3 separate regions of the Mus musculus genome follow, and regions 1 and 2 are each linked to region 3. Evidence: chromatin contacts called from public HiCAR-type and Micro-C data. All regions are on one chromosome and are shown on one strand. Each heading gives the region's core, a stretch centred on a gene start, on an enhancer-like site or on the middle of the called end of the contact. The rest is flanking DNA. Distances are from core to core; before and after follow the strand shown.

Region 1 (3,819 bases), core at 743-3,242, 600 kb after region 3:
TTCATAACCAATTTTGCTATCGGCTGTAAATCATAATGTAAATCTCTATCTTTTTCTGATGGTCTTAGGTGACCCCCTGTGAAAGTCATTCAACTTCCAAAGGGGTCATGACTCACACATTGAGAACTGATGAACTAGAGTGACAGAATTTACTTCATCCAAGATGGTCAGGTAGAATGATAAGTAGAATTATACTTTGGCTCTATGACAAGATATCAATATCAGGATTATTTGGGCAAATTTGAGATTTCATATCCTAGCAAATACTTGTCTCTGTCTTCAGTATCTTTTAAGTAATAAAACATAAAAAGTAGATCGAAAGATACAAATTTGTAACCCAAAAGACAGCAGATACTCATACAAGTGGGGTGTGTGTGTGTATCAGAGACAAACTTTGGCATTATACTTCAGGCTCTATCTACCTTTTAAGGGAACATCTCTCATTGGCCAGCGACTCATCAGGTGGACTAGGCTGGCCAAAGAGTGCAAGAATCCATCCATTTCTTTCCCTATCCCCTAAACACGGGCTTACGTGTTCATGCCACCATGACTGCCTGATGAGTTAGGGGACCCAACTCAGTTCCTCACGCTGGTGAGACAATCTCTTTGCTGATAACACTCTTTCCAGCACCCCTCAAAGTGAATTTCTATGGCAATGCCTTGAAATATAAGAGTACCTGCCCTCCAGCCTGGTATAGATCCCACCACCTCTATGATCTCTGAGCAATCCCACTGTGTTAGTCCATGAACAATACATGCTTATGTATACTTTGTCTAGACCAAACACACTCCATCAATCCATTTTCATTCCTGCCTAAACTATCAACATTTGAATACATGGCCTCTACTCTACAGCAAGTGCAGTGGGATGGAAGCTGAGAATTACTGTATGTTCCTCTTCCACTTCCACCTCCTCTATCTCGAGTCTAATTGCTTTGAGGCTGAGTTATAATTAATGTCTTCCCCAGTCTTCAACGACTGGCTTTGTGGGGACTGCTGCATTTCTAAAGAAACAGCCATAGGCAGGGGCACATGTCAGGTAGTTAGTTATTGTACTCCTAAGCCCCACCAGGTAGCTGAAGCCCAGAAACTTGTGCAAGGCCAGGAAGTTAGTGACAAGGCTTCTGGGGAGAACTGAAGCTATCTAGGAGGCTTCAGGAGAGGACTGGCCCGCTTGATCCAAGGGCCAAAGCTACATCCCCTGTCCTTGAGGTCTTTGGTTTCAGACCCTGCCCGAGAGAACAAAGGAGATTTCGGTTGTCACATTTCTGCAGCCCTGAGCTGCTCTGTTTCCTAACTTGGCTGCCTTTCCCATGTGCTGTTTCCCATCAAATACCTCCCCCCTTCCCCTCAGATGATTGGTTGAAATTAAATATCCTAAAATTACACTCAAAGGGGGGGGGGAGCTAATACGAAATTTTAATCAAAATACAAGCTTAACAGTTCCCAGTCTTTGAAATGTGAAGCAGACATGGGGTCCGTGGAGATGTTCCAACATGTCTCAGGTGTGAAGTTAGCCAATGGAAGGTGCAATGCAGGATGTATTGAGGTTTTTTGTTTTTTTTTTTTTTTAAACAAAAACAGAACAAACAAACAAAAAACAGTGGGATCATATTTCCATTTCCACAGTGGACATGACTGGAGGGATCGGTTCCTCCCCCCAAAAAAAGGAGGCTTGGGTTCTTCTTCCCATACCCATCTCCATCCACAATGGTTTAAAGTGTTTTGCGAAGGACCAAGAAAGGACCTCACTGAAAGAGGCGGACATGGGCGCCCTCTGGTGGACGCAGCTCCGTTAGCCGTCACAAGACAGCATTTCTTCCTGGATTAACTCTATAAATAGACAGATGATTTATTAAACAGATTTGAGGCTCATTTGAGGCACAGGGCCATGATTGCTTCGGGGCTCAAATAAGGGAGTGCTTAGGACCACTCTTCTTCTGAAGACACCTGGACTTACTTAGCATGATCTACATTGCAAGTGCACTGGACACTGCTGGCTCCGTTGCTCCCAGCCAGGAGATGCCAAATTCCTCCTATATAAAAGGAGCTTTAGTAACTCAAGCAAAATAAGCACACTTTCCCCCCACCTCCTTCCCAGAGACTAAGGCGGCAGGGTTGCTGGGAGGATACACAATACCTTGTTACAAACCATGTAATGTTTTAAAAAGTATCTATCTGACAGCCTTGGCTAAAGCCAGATCTTCTATCTCGATTACTTCAATATGTCAGGTCCATATCGCACCACTGCGTCCAGGCTTTCAGAGCCAAGACCTCTGTTTTGTCCAACCTTTCCATCTGGAAGCAATGAGCTTAATATTCTGGCTCTCCCCCCATAAAAGCTATGTCACAAAAAAGTAGCAGCCTGTGAACTGCTCCCCTCCCCCAAGACACACTGGGACTCCTCATTCCCTCTGTGCTCTATTCGGTTACACTGGAAGACCATCCCACCTTTCCCCTCCCCATAAACCAGAATCCGCCTGTAACAGCATAGTACCAGGAGAGAAGGAATGAATTGACAATCATTTACACTTTAATCCCACTTTTGACATTTTGAGAGATGCAGCTTAAAATATACTTGAGGCTTAGGGACTCCCTCTGTCCAGCTGTGTTCACTAGAGAAGAGACATCCCCGTTCATGAATTCTACTGCTTCTGGTGTCCAACTGGAAACCCAGATTTAGAGCCTATTTTAGGTTGTGTCTCACACTGACTCGAGCTTTTCCTTCCATGTTGAAAAAGGTCACCACCACCACCACTAAGTTCCGTGGCTGGCAGTTCAGTGATAACGACCTCCCCGTTCTATGTGTTTGGTTCATGTATTCATTCACTTTTATTTGTGTTAGGTTTTTGATCTAATGCCTAGCCGCTTCTTTTGTGTGTCCTCTGTTACACTGCAAAATCACATGGGTCTCTGGTTCCTAGTGCTCATGTTGTGAGGACAACCTAGGCTCTTGGGCAGTTAAGTGGGTGGTCCCCATAAGCTGCTGCTGCATTTGATTTCTTGGGTGATCATTAAGCCCAGCTAGGTGCTGGTCATTCTAAACCTATTCACTGACAATGGTGGAAAGCAAAGCCTGGGAATGTGCATGCGCCGTCAAGTCCCCAAGAAAAAAACCCATTTACTATGCATGTTAGAAGTCAGGACGCTAGAAGAGCTAGATCAGTGGCAGCAAATGATGAAATGGGGAAACCACGGGCCTTGCCTGGAAATGATATAACGCTGCTGTTCACCCTCCAGTGACTCCGAGCCCTGGAGTTCTGGAAGATTAGCGGAGCTGGAAATCACCCTCCTGCTGCGCTCCCTGGGCTTTGGCTACTTTTCTGTTCTCCTTCAGCTGGAAGCTGCGAGGGGCAGAGGTCAGCTTTCCTGTGTTGAATCTTTAGGGACAGGCCTTTGGATCCTGGGAGAGAATTGAAAGATCAACCCATCCCAATCCCTTGTTTTATACGAAGGACACCTCACTTGAAGGGAGGGGGGCGGAGTACATTGCCCAAGGTCATTCAAGCCCTCAATTTATTTAGGCTAATTCGGGAGACATCCATTTGGGAACAAGCCAAGCCCACATTTGTTAAGGACCTTAGTCTGCAGTGTCCTAAAGCCCCTTGTATCCATTCACATACACAAAAGAGTGTTTAAAAGTGCTCATCTGAGAGCCATTACATAGGCAGGGCTTCCAGTGGCCTGACTCCACAGGCAGTATGCACAAAACCTGTTTCCTCAAATGCTGCCTGCTGCACTGGAGTTAACCTCTTTTTTGGCAAATTAGTTCATGACCTGGGAACAGTTGAACGAAACTGTAGGCACATCAAGAGGACG
Region 2 (3,734 bases), core at 591-3,090, 680 kb after region 3:
GGGGCAGTGTCTCAGAAAGCAATGGAGTACCCAAACATGACGTATAAAAATGAAGACTCACTCAGACAACAGATCCAGAGGCCAAACAAAATAAACACTAAGGACCTCCCCTAAGAGAGTAGAGTCAGGATCTAATCAAGGAAGAATCTCTTTTACCAAAAACATCCCAGGTGGATTATAGTCATATCTTCTCATCGTCTAATGAGTATCCTCACTTTTGCTCCAGTACAACGGTATTGATAACAATTATTGCCCTATCTGATTGCTACACCACACAGGAATTCTTGAAAGAAACATTCTTCAAACCTGGTGAAGAAAGTGACATGCATGTGTGATATTTCAGATGGTAGCCTTCATGAGATAAAGAGTAAGACGATATGCCAGAGGGTAAGTCTGTTTTGAGTGGGGAAAAAAAAATGAAGCAATCATTTGCAGACCAGAAGGAAGGACTTTGTCAGCGCTCTCAGTTTCGCAAAAATTTGATTGCTTTTCCCTTGCAAGTGCAAGGGGAATTGCATCTGTCTTCTTGAAATGGGAGAGCCATCTGATTATAAATATGAGAACAAACAACAAGTGTTGTCTTTTTAATTATTTTTTTAGAACAATGAAAAGCTGAGGTGAAATTATCTCGTCTCTCTTCATTTCTTTTTGGCCACAAAGATCAAAGGACAGAAATTGCATTTGTCTGGGTCCTGGCCACGGCTAGGGGATCCTCTCATTTGTGTTGAATATGCCATATGAAAATTAAATTGCACCTTTTTAATTCAAGTCTCATATTAATGACTAGTTTGCTATTATGGCTTAGTTCAAAACTGTTTTCATAAACGGGATAACCAGGCCTCGGGATTTTACAAAATATGATTATTTATCCTGCTCAGACTAAACAGTCAAAGTTCCTAATGAGTTAAAACTCTTCTTGTACAATCTCTGCATTTTTTTACAAGTTTCTTGAGGCTCCACCAATAACAGGGATTGTCATCATGAAGGATGGCCCATCCTTCCCTGCCATTTTCAGTTTAACAAATCCAATCTGTCGGGCTAATTTTAAATCAGGAGATGCTACAAGATGAGTCATGGCTTTGTAATTGGGAAATATAACCAGGATTTGCCAAAGCCAAGGAAACCGGGCTGACAGAAACATAATTCTTTGGCGGCAACAAAGCAAATACCAGTCTGGTCAGAGTAGACAACAAAGAATACAGTATCCCTACTCCCTAGCAACACAAACAACATGGAGGGTGTTGGGGGGGGGGGTCGCAGATCACAGGATCTCAGAACAGGAGCTGGACCTGATCTCAGAATGGGTGTCGTGGCATTTGCAACGAAGGGAAGGCTTTAAAACTATAGGAGCCTGATACAGCTCCATTGGCCCATTTGTTTGTACAACCACTTAGCACAATTTTATTACAAAGAATGTTTTTAGCATGAACATCAACTGTTGGGAAAACATGGTGTAAAGCAGTAAAGATTTATTTCTCTGACCACTGGATTAATTTGCAACCAAAATAAAGAACTTCAGGCAACGGACTTCCCAATTATTTACTCAAAACCGTAAGTTTCTCCAAATCCACTTTCAAAATGTACACAGCTTAGAAATTCTGAAAGTGAATCCACGATTCTATTGAAGGAAAACTGGGGTGGGGGTAGGGGTGGGGAACGTAATCGGCTCTATTCATTTTAAATGTTTTAGCAAAGGCTGGGACTTGCCTGACCCAGTTACCATGTAGCTGGCAGTAGTCCCAACGAAATTGTGGTGCCTTTACCCACAGAGCCTGGGTTTCACGGCCACAGTTTATGAGTAAGCTGGAGAGTGGAGTTCGCTCTATCTACGTCAGTGGATTACTAGAGACATGGGGCAGCTGCAAGCCTGTTCCCCGTGGGTTTGTACCACATAGTGGCCCATCCCTTCTTAGTCTGGGACCTCATCCTACAAAAACAGATTGCTTAGTGCAGTCACATGCTTGTCCGATGAAATCATTCCTGCTTTCTTCTGCAGGTTCTCAATAGCCCTTCACAGATCAGACTCACGGAACACCTGCCAGGGCTCTGTCTCTACTCTAGCTAATGCAGGAGGGCGTCAGCTTACTGCTCTGTGTAGCAACTGGAGAGAAAAATTGCGATTAGATGTACATGCAACCAGCAGTGACCACTAATCTAAAACAAGGTAACTCTGAGTGAGCTGCTAGTATAAGGCATGTTTCTGTGTCAACAGCCTGCTGTTGTATGTGTGGTTTCATATGCATGCAGCTTTTGCACATGGGAGTTCATTCCCCATTCTCCTGGGTATTAAAACCTCACCTGTCATTTATTGTCTCAAGTCAATGTCATGGCCTTCATGACAGTTTCCTTTAGCTATCTAGAGGGAGTTATCTGGTCTTCCGTCTGAATTTTCTGTCTTGACTCACACGTATCTCTGCTTATCTTCACTAGAATGCAAGCTACTTTGGAGGCTAGGAACCTAGGACCATATCATTTTCTGATATGTTATTACTCAGAGAACTTTTAATGACTAGTCATTGATTTTAGTAAGATATGGAGGAAATAGTATTTTCATTAGGAAGATACTTGGAGACAGAAAGGGTTCAGTCTTTTGGATGACTTAGAATTTCAAGTCTGGAGAGCTAAGATGAAAGTCATTATAGTAGCAAGGGAGTTTCGAGGTAGAGTGGGGAACCTGTTCATTGAGATGGAATATGAATGGAAAGCCTGTGTATGAGCAAGAAGAGGAGAGTCTGGGATCTGAGTCTGGTGGGGACTTCAGAGAAATCCAAAGCAACAGAGACAAAGCAACCACCAAGTCTTTGACCTTTGAAAAATCAGAGGACTTGAGAGACTTAGTGTTCTGCAAGACCCAGTGTTCACTATCTGATTTATCAGTCTTCTTGACTCTGCAGCAAAACAGAATCCCTTTTCTCAACAGATTGTCAAGTTTTTGTTCACTGATAACCCATGTGAAAGTATTCTCTTGAAGTAACCAAGCTTATGAGTTTCTGACATGGAATCCTGGAATACAACATGTGGTCATCTCAGGGGCTATTGCCCTATCCTTTTCTCCAGGAGCTGTCCCCTCTCCTGCTGACACCCAAAGTGAGATTTATAGGTCATTACTCTGCTCTAACAGGTCACTGCCATCTGGTCCACTACCACACAATATCTTCCCATAGGCTCTACTCGTTCCTAGTTCACACTGTTTATTCAAGTAATTTAACCATTAAATATCTCAATTAGTCTTTTGTTGGATTAAGAAATGTCAGTAGAGTTCTTAAATGCTCAACTCATTCAATTCGAAGTTTTATGTATCCATAGAGTTTGGTTACCATGGCTATTTCAATATACAATAGAAAAGTAGATAAAAATTATGTGAATGATAGATAGTCATATAGATAGTATCTTAGTTTGACTTTTATTGCTGTGGTGAAACACTATGACCATAGCAACTCTTATAAAGGAAAACATTTAATTAAGCTGGGTTACACTTTCAGAGGTTAAGTCCACTATTGTCATGGCAGGAAGCATGACATAATCCTGGAGCAGGAGCTGAGAGTTCTACATCTTGTTCCACACACAAGAGAAGGAAACTGTGCCACAGTGGGTGTAACTTGAGCATAGGAGACCTCAAAGACCACAACCACAGTGACCACACTTCCTCCAACAAGGCTATACCTATTTCAACAAGACCACATCTCCTAATAGTGCTTTCTACTCCCTGTGGGCCATTCATTGAAACAGATGAA
Region 3 (3,690 bases), core at 541-3,040:
AAATGCCATCCCCTGGACTTGAAACAACTGCTGTAAACATCAATTCACATAAACTGTAGTTATACACCCTGGGCTCACAATATACCAGACCCAGTAAAAGTTATCAATGAAGGGGGAGGGTGCTTACAAGGCCCGACGCTTTACTGCTGAACTATTGACTACAGAGAAGTCTCTTGTGATCCATCTCAAGGGGAAGCTCCAAGGCCTGACACAGTTACTGATGCTATGGTGTGCTTACAGATAGAAGCCTAACATGGCTGCCCTCTGAGAGGCCCCAAAAAAGCAGCTGACTGAGACAGATGCAGATACTTACACCCAACCATTGGACTGAAGTTGGGAACCCTTGTGGTTCAATTAGGGAAAGGCTGGAAGAAGCTGAGGAGGAGAGCAACTGCATAGGAAGACCAGCAGCAGTCTCCACTAATCTGAACCCCTGAAATCTCTCAGACACTGAGCTACCAACCAGGCAGCATACAAGAGCTGCTTGGAAGCTGTGACACATAAAGAGCAGAGGACTGCCTGGTCTGACCTCAGTGGGAGAAGATGCTCCTAATCCTAGAGAGACTTGAGGCCCCGTGGGGTGGGAAGGTCTGGCAGGGACAGGAGGTGGTGACAGCCTTTTGAAGAAAGGTGTAGGGTGAACCAAGAGGGAAGAAATGACTGGAATATAAAAAAATAAAATAAAAAGAAAAGAAATTAAAAAATAGGGAGATGTTTGTAGTTTTGTACTGTCTTCTGAGCCTACCACACCAGGTTCTGACAAATAACTTCAAGCCTGTGTTCACACAGATGGCTCTTACAAATCTTGGTGGGTCAAAAAAAAAAAAAGACACAAATATAAGAGTGAGACATGTGGGAAGGTAGGTGGGGCAGAGGTGGCATGGAGGTAGGAGGGGGGAGTAGTCAGTATGGAATGTATCCATATGAATGTATCCATAGGTGAAATTGTGAAAATAAAGGAAAACTAAAGTATATAAAAATAAATTTTAAAAGGGAGAGAAAAAAAGGAAGAAAATCTTGTGAGCTTCATCCAGGGAATGTAAAAGTATACTTATTCTTAACACACAGTTTTTGATATTTGGTTCCAATAGTAATTTGTAATCAGATATGGTAATATTCTTGACAAAAGTTTTATAACCAAGTTGAACAGATTTCGTACAGCAAACATGTGTCTTACTGACCCCTCATACGTGCCAAAGTTATGGCAGTATATCATTCTTAGTGAAGGACCTTCTGTTGTGGCAAGGGTAATTGGTTCAAAACCTTGTGGGTAGATTAAAGCAGCTATAACCAGAATCGGAACTCAGTTCCACCGAGGCTCTATTTCCTACCAGCAGTTGGTGTGCAGTGGACTCTTTCTCTCTTCATTACAATCAATTCTTAACCCTCACATGGGCCCACTTTATATCTTTTTTCATAAAGTTTAAATCCTGCTAAATTCAAAGTGTTGAAATAAACTTATTTACTTCCAGACTTCTGAAAATTTTAAGATGGAATATTTGTGTGGCTGAGTTTTGATTATAAAAAAATTCTGTTGTAACAGACAGTCTCTAAAGTTCCTGCAAGCAAATTGGGAAGCCTTATAGTAAAATGTTCACAATATGAACAATTCAATCGATAGACAGGATTGAGACTCTCAGCCAAGCCATGCTCACATTGGCGAAAAGAACAGAGTATAATTAGCTGCCCTAGCAGGATCACAAGTCTCCTTTCCGGGGGAGCTCTGGAGAGAACAGCCTCAGGGTACACACAGCTGCAGGATTCTCATTCCTTTGGGCTGGCTCATCACATATGTGGCTTCATGATATTCAAACCTTGGGTCTCAAACAATCTTTTCCCATTTTCTTGCTATGTATGCTTGACTCAGTAGCTTTGTTTATTTTCTTAAAATATTTAATTTGGTTTGTGCTTCCTGGTGTGGCTTGGCTAGGTTTTTTCCTAAGGGCAGTCTTCTTGAATCTCCTTGTCATTCATAATGCCACACCTCCAGAAGGACTGCACACTTCCTAAGTGTTGGGCACTGGTACCATCCCATCTTCATCTGAGGGTTGAGGTTTCATGAATTGCTTCACTGGGTCCACAAATGCTTGAGATATGGTCCAAGTTATGATGACCCATGCCAAAAGAATCAACCTTCTCGTTTTTCAACCAAGTTTTCTGACCATTATTACTGAGGTTCTGATAGTCTTCACACTGACTTTTTCCAGGCTATGAGGCAGAGGGAGCGGCTCCCTTCACTGCTCCAACTCTAGAAGCAGCTTTAGTTCTACTTTACTTGCACCCAACAGCTTTTGTGTCCCCCCACCCAGAGGAAAAACATACAATTATTTCCCCAACATTTTCAACATTCCAAAGCAACTAGTCCTGGGGTTCCCTGTGTGCAAATGGCCATTGCTCTTTCTCGGAGCAGAACTACAGGCTGGAAGCTATTGGCTTTCTTAGCATCCCCTTCAAAGAAGGAAAATACCAGAGCCTCCTGAACCAACAGTGAGACATGTTTGACTAGCAATGATGAAATGTCTTCTATAAACACTCCCTAACTACTCTCCTTCTCTTTCCAGGACTGATTCACCACTGAAATATTTGTGTCACTCAAGTTCAAGTACATGAAACCAAATCCTTTGGTGTCGGTGGCTCTCAGTGCCACAGAGGGCAGCATGAACTTTACCAGGGAGGGTGGCCATTAAATAATCCAGAGCAAGCTGATGGCCTCTGACAAGCTTTCTAGCTCAACAGACAAAGTTGGGACCAGAACTTATTATGTCAGATCCGTGGCGCACACTGGGAACCCTTGTTGCACAGTCATTTCCTCTCAGATGTTTCTGGTTTTACTAATACAGAATGCGCATTGCCAATACAAGAAGAGTTAGACTCAATGCCCCCAAGATGCCATTAGCAGGCAGTGCAGTCTTGTGTTAATTCAGAGCCATCTACTTAAGACTTTGTGACCATAATTCAAGTTTACTTGAATTCTCCAAAAAGGCGATTTTAAAAATGCATTTTCAGAGGAATAAAGACTGCCAGGGAATATCAAGCATCCTCTGGGGTTTGGCTGAGAGAGAAACACTGAGAATGATAAAACAGAAGTGAGGAATAGATAGATCCTTCCATGTCCAAGGACAAACAGAAAACTTCTCTGTAAAGAAGTCTCCTGGGGAGTCTTCCCACTGTGAAATTACTGACCTTAGTGTCATGGTTATAGTTCGAAAGTTATATTTTTTCCTTACAGAAAATTAAACTTAAGTTTCACAGAACTAGGATATGTAAAAGGATTAAATTCTCAGAACAGTCAGTGCATGTCTAAGATCTAATTCCAGTAGTAAATATTATAATTCTATATACTGCTGCTGCTGCTGCTGCTGCTGATACTACTACTATTTTCAGAATAAAGCTGGATATTTATGCATTGGTTTACTGTTCTCTTTTGTGAATAATAAGCAACGTCTACAAGGTATATTTAATGTCTTGACATTGAAACGTTTCATCTTCACTTAAATGTTCATGAACAAGAATTATACAATGAAAGTATAAAAATAGATGGATCTTTGAATTTAAGGCCAGCATGGTCTATGGAGTGAGTTCCAGGCCAGCGAGGGCTACAAAGAGGAAACCCTGTCTTGAAAAACCAATAATATATATGTGTGTGTGTGTGTGTGTGTATGTGTGTATGCATATACACACATACACACA

Evidence for each region. A called contact is a pair of places that touch in the nucleus more often than the background predicts. HiCAR-type assays count read pairs that join an accessible place to other places.
Region 1: a contact with region 3 is called in a HiCAR-type map of fibro-adipogenic progenitors, with 4 times the contacts expected there. The contact joins two enhancer-like sites. A contact is called at or near these places in 2 of 15 datasets of contacts at CTCF or cohesin (both in the NIH/3T3 cell line), 12 of 484 Hi-C or Micro-C datasets (the 3T3-L1 cell line, the C2C12 cell line, the HL-1 cell line and 8 more) and 1 of 115 datasets of contacts at active chromatin or transcription factors (fibro-adipogenic progenitors).
Region 2: a Micro-C map of muscle stem cells shows a contact between it and region 3, with 6 times the contacts expected there. The contact joins two enhancer-like sites. A contact is called at or near these places in 1 of 15 datasets of contacts at CTCF or cohesin (the NIH/3T3 cell line) and 1 of 484 Hi-C or Micro-C datasets (muscle stem cells).

Annotation. Positions count from the first base shown.
Region 1 is chr12:10,436,414-10,440,232 of GRCm38.p6, forward strand. No RefSeq gene overlaps it. Among named protein-coding and RNA genes, the nearest start is that of Gm38407, 8.1 kb to the right of the region's middle. Within about 2 kb of position 1,993, at least 22 of the 459 cell types and tissues checked have an H3K27ac peak or open chromatin away from gene starts, as enhancers often do. A contact at or near this core is called in fibro-adipogenic progenitors, where this site is marked.
Region 2 is chr12:10,512,616-10,516,349 of GRCm38.p6, forward strand. It overlaps Gm38407 (predicted gene, 38407), which reads left to right. Exons shown (of 12, transcript NR_110487.1): 10 at 279-387; 11 at 1,997-2,164. Among named protein-coding and RNA genes, the nearest start is that of Gm38407, 68 kb to the left of the region's middle. Within about 2 kb of position 1,841, at least 49 of the 459 cell types and tissues checked have an H3K27ac peak or open chromatin away from gene starts, as enhancers often do. A contact at or near this core is called in muscle stem cells, where this site is marked.
Region 3 is chr12:9,837,596-9,841,285 of GRCm38.p6, forward strand. No RefSeq gene overlaps it. Among named protein-coding and RNA genes, the nearest start is that of Gm22845, 26 kb to the right of the region's middle. Within about 2 kb of position 1,791, at least 62 of the 459 cell types and tissues checked have an H3K27ac peak or open chromatin away from gene starts, as enhancers often do. A contact at or near this core is called in fibro-adipogenic progenitors and muscle stem cells, where this site is marked.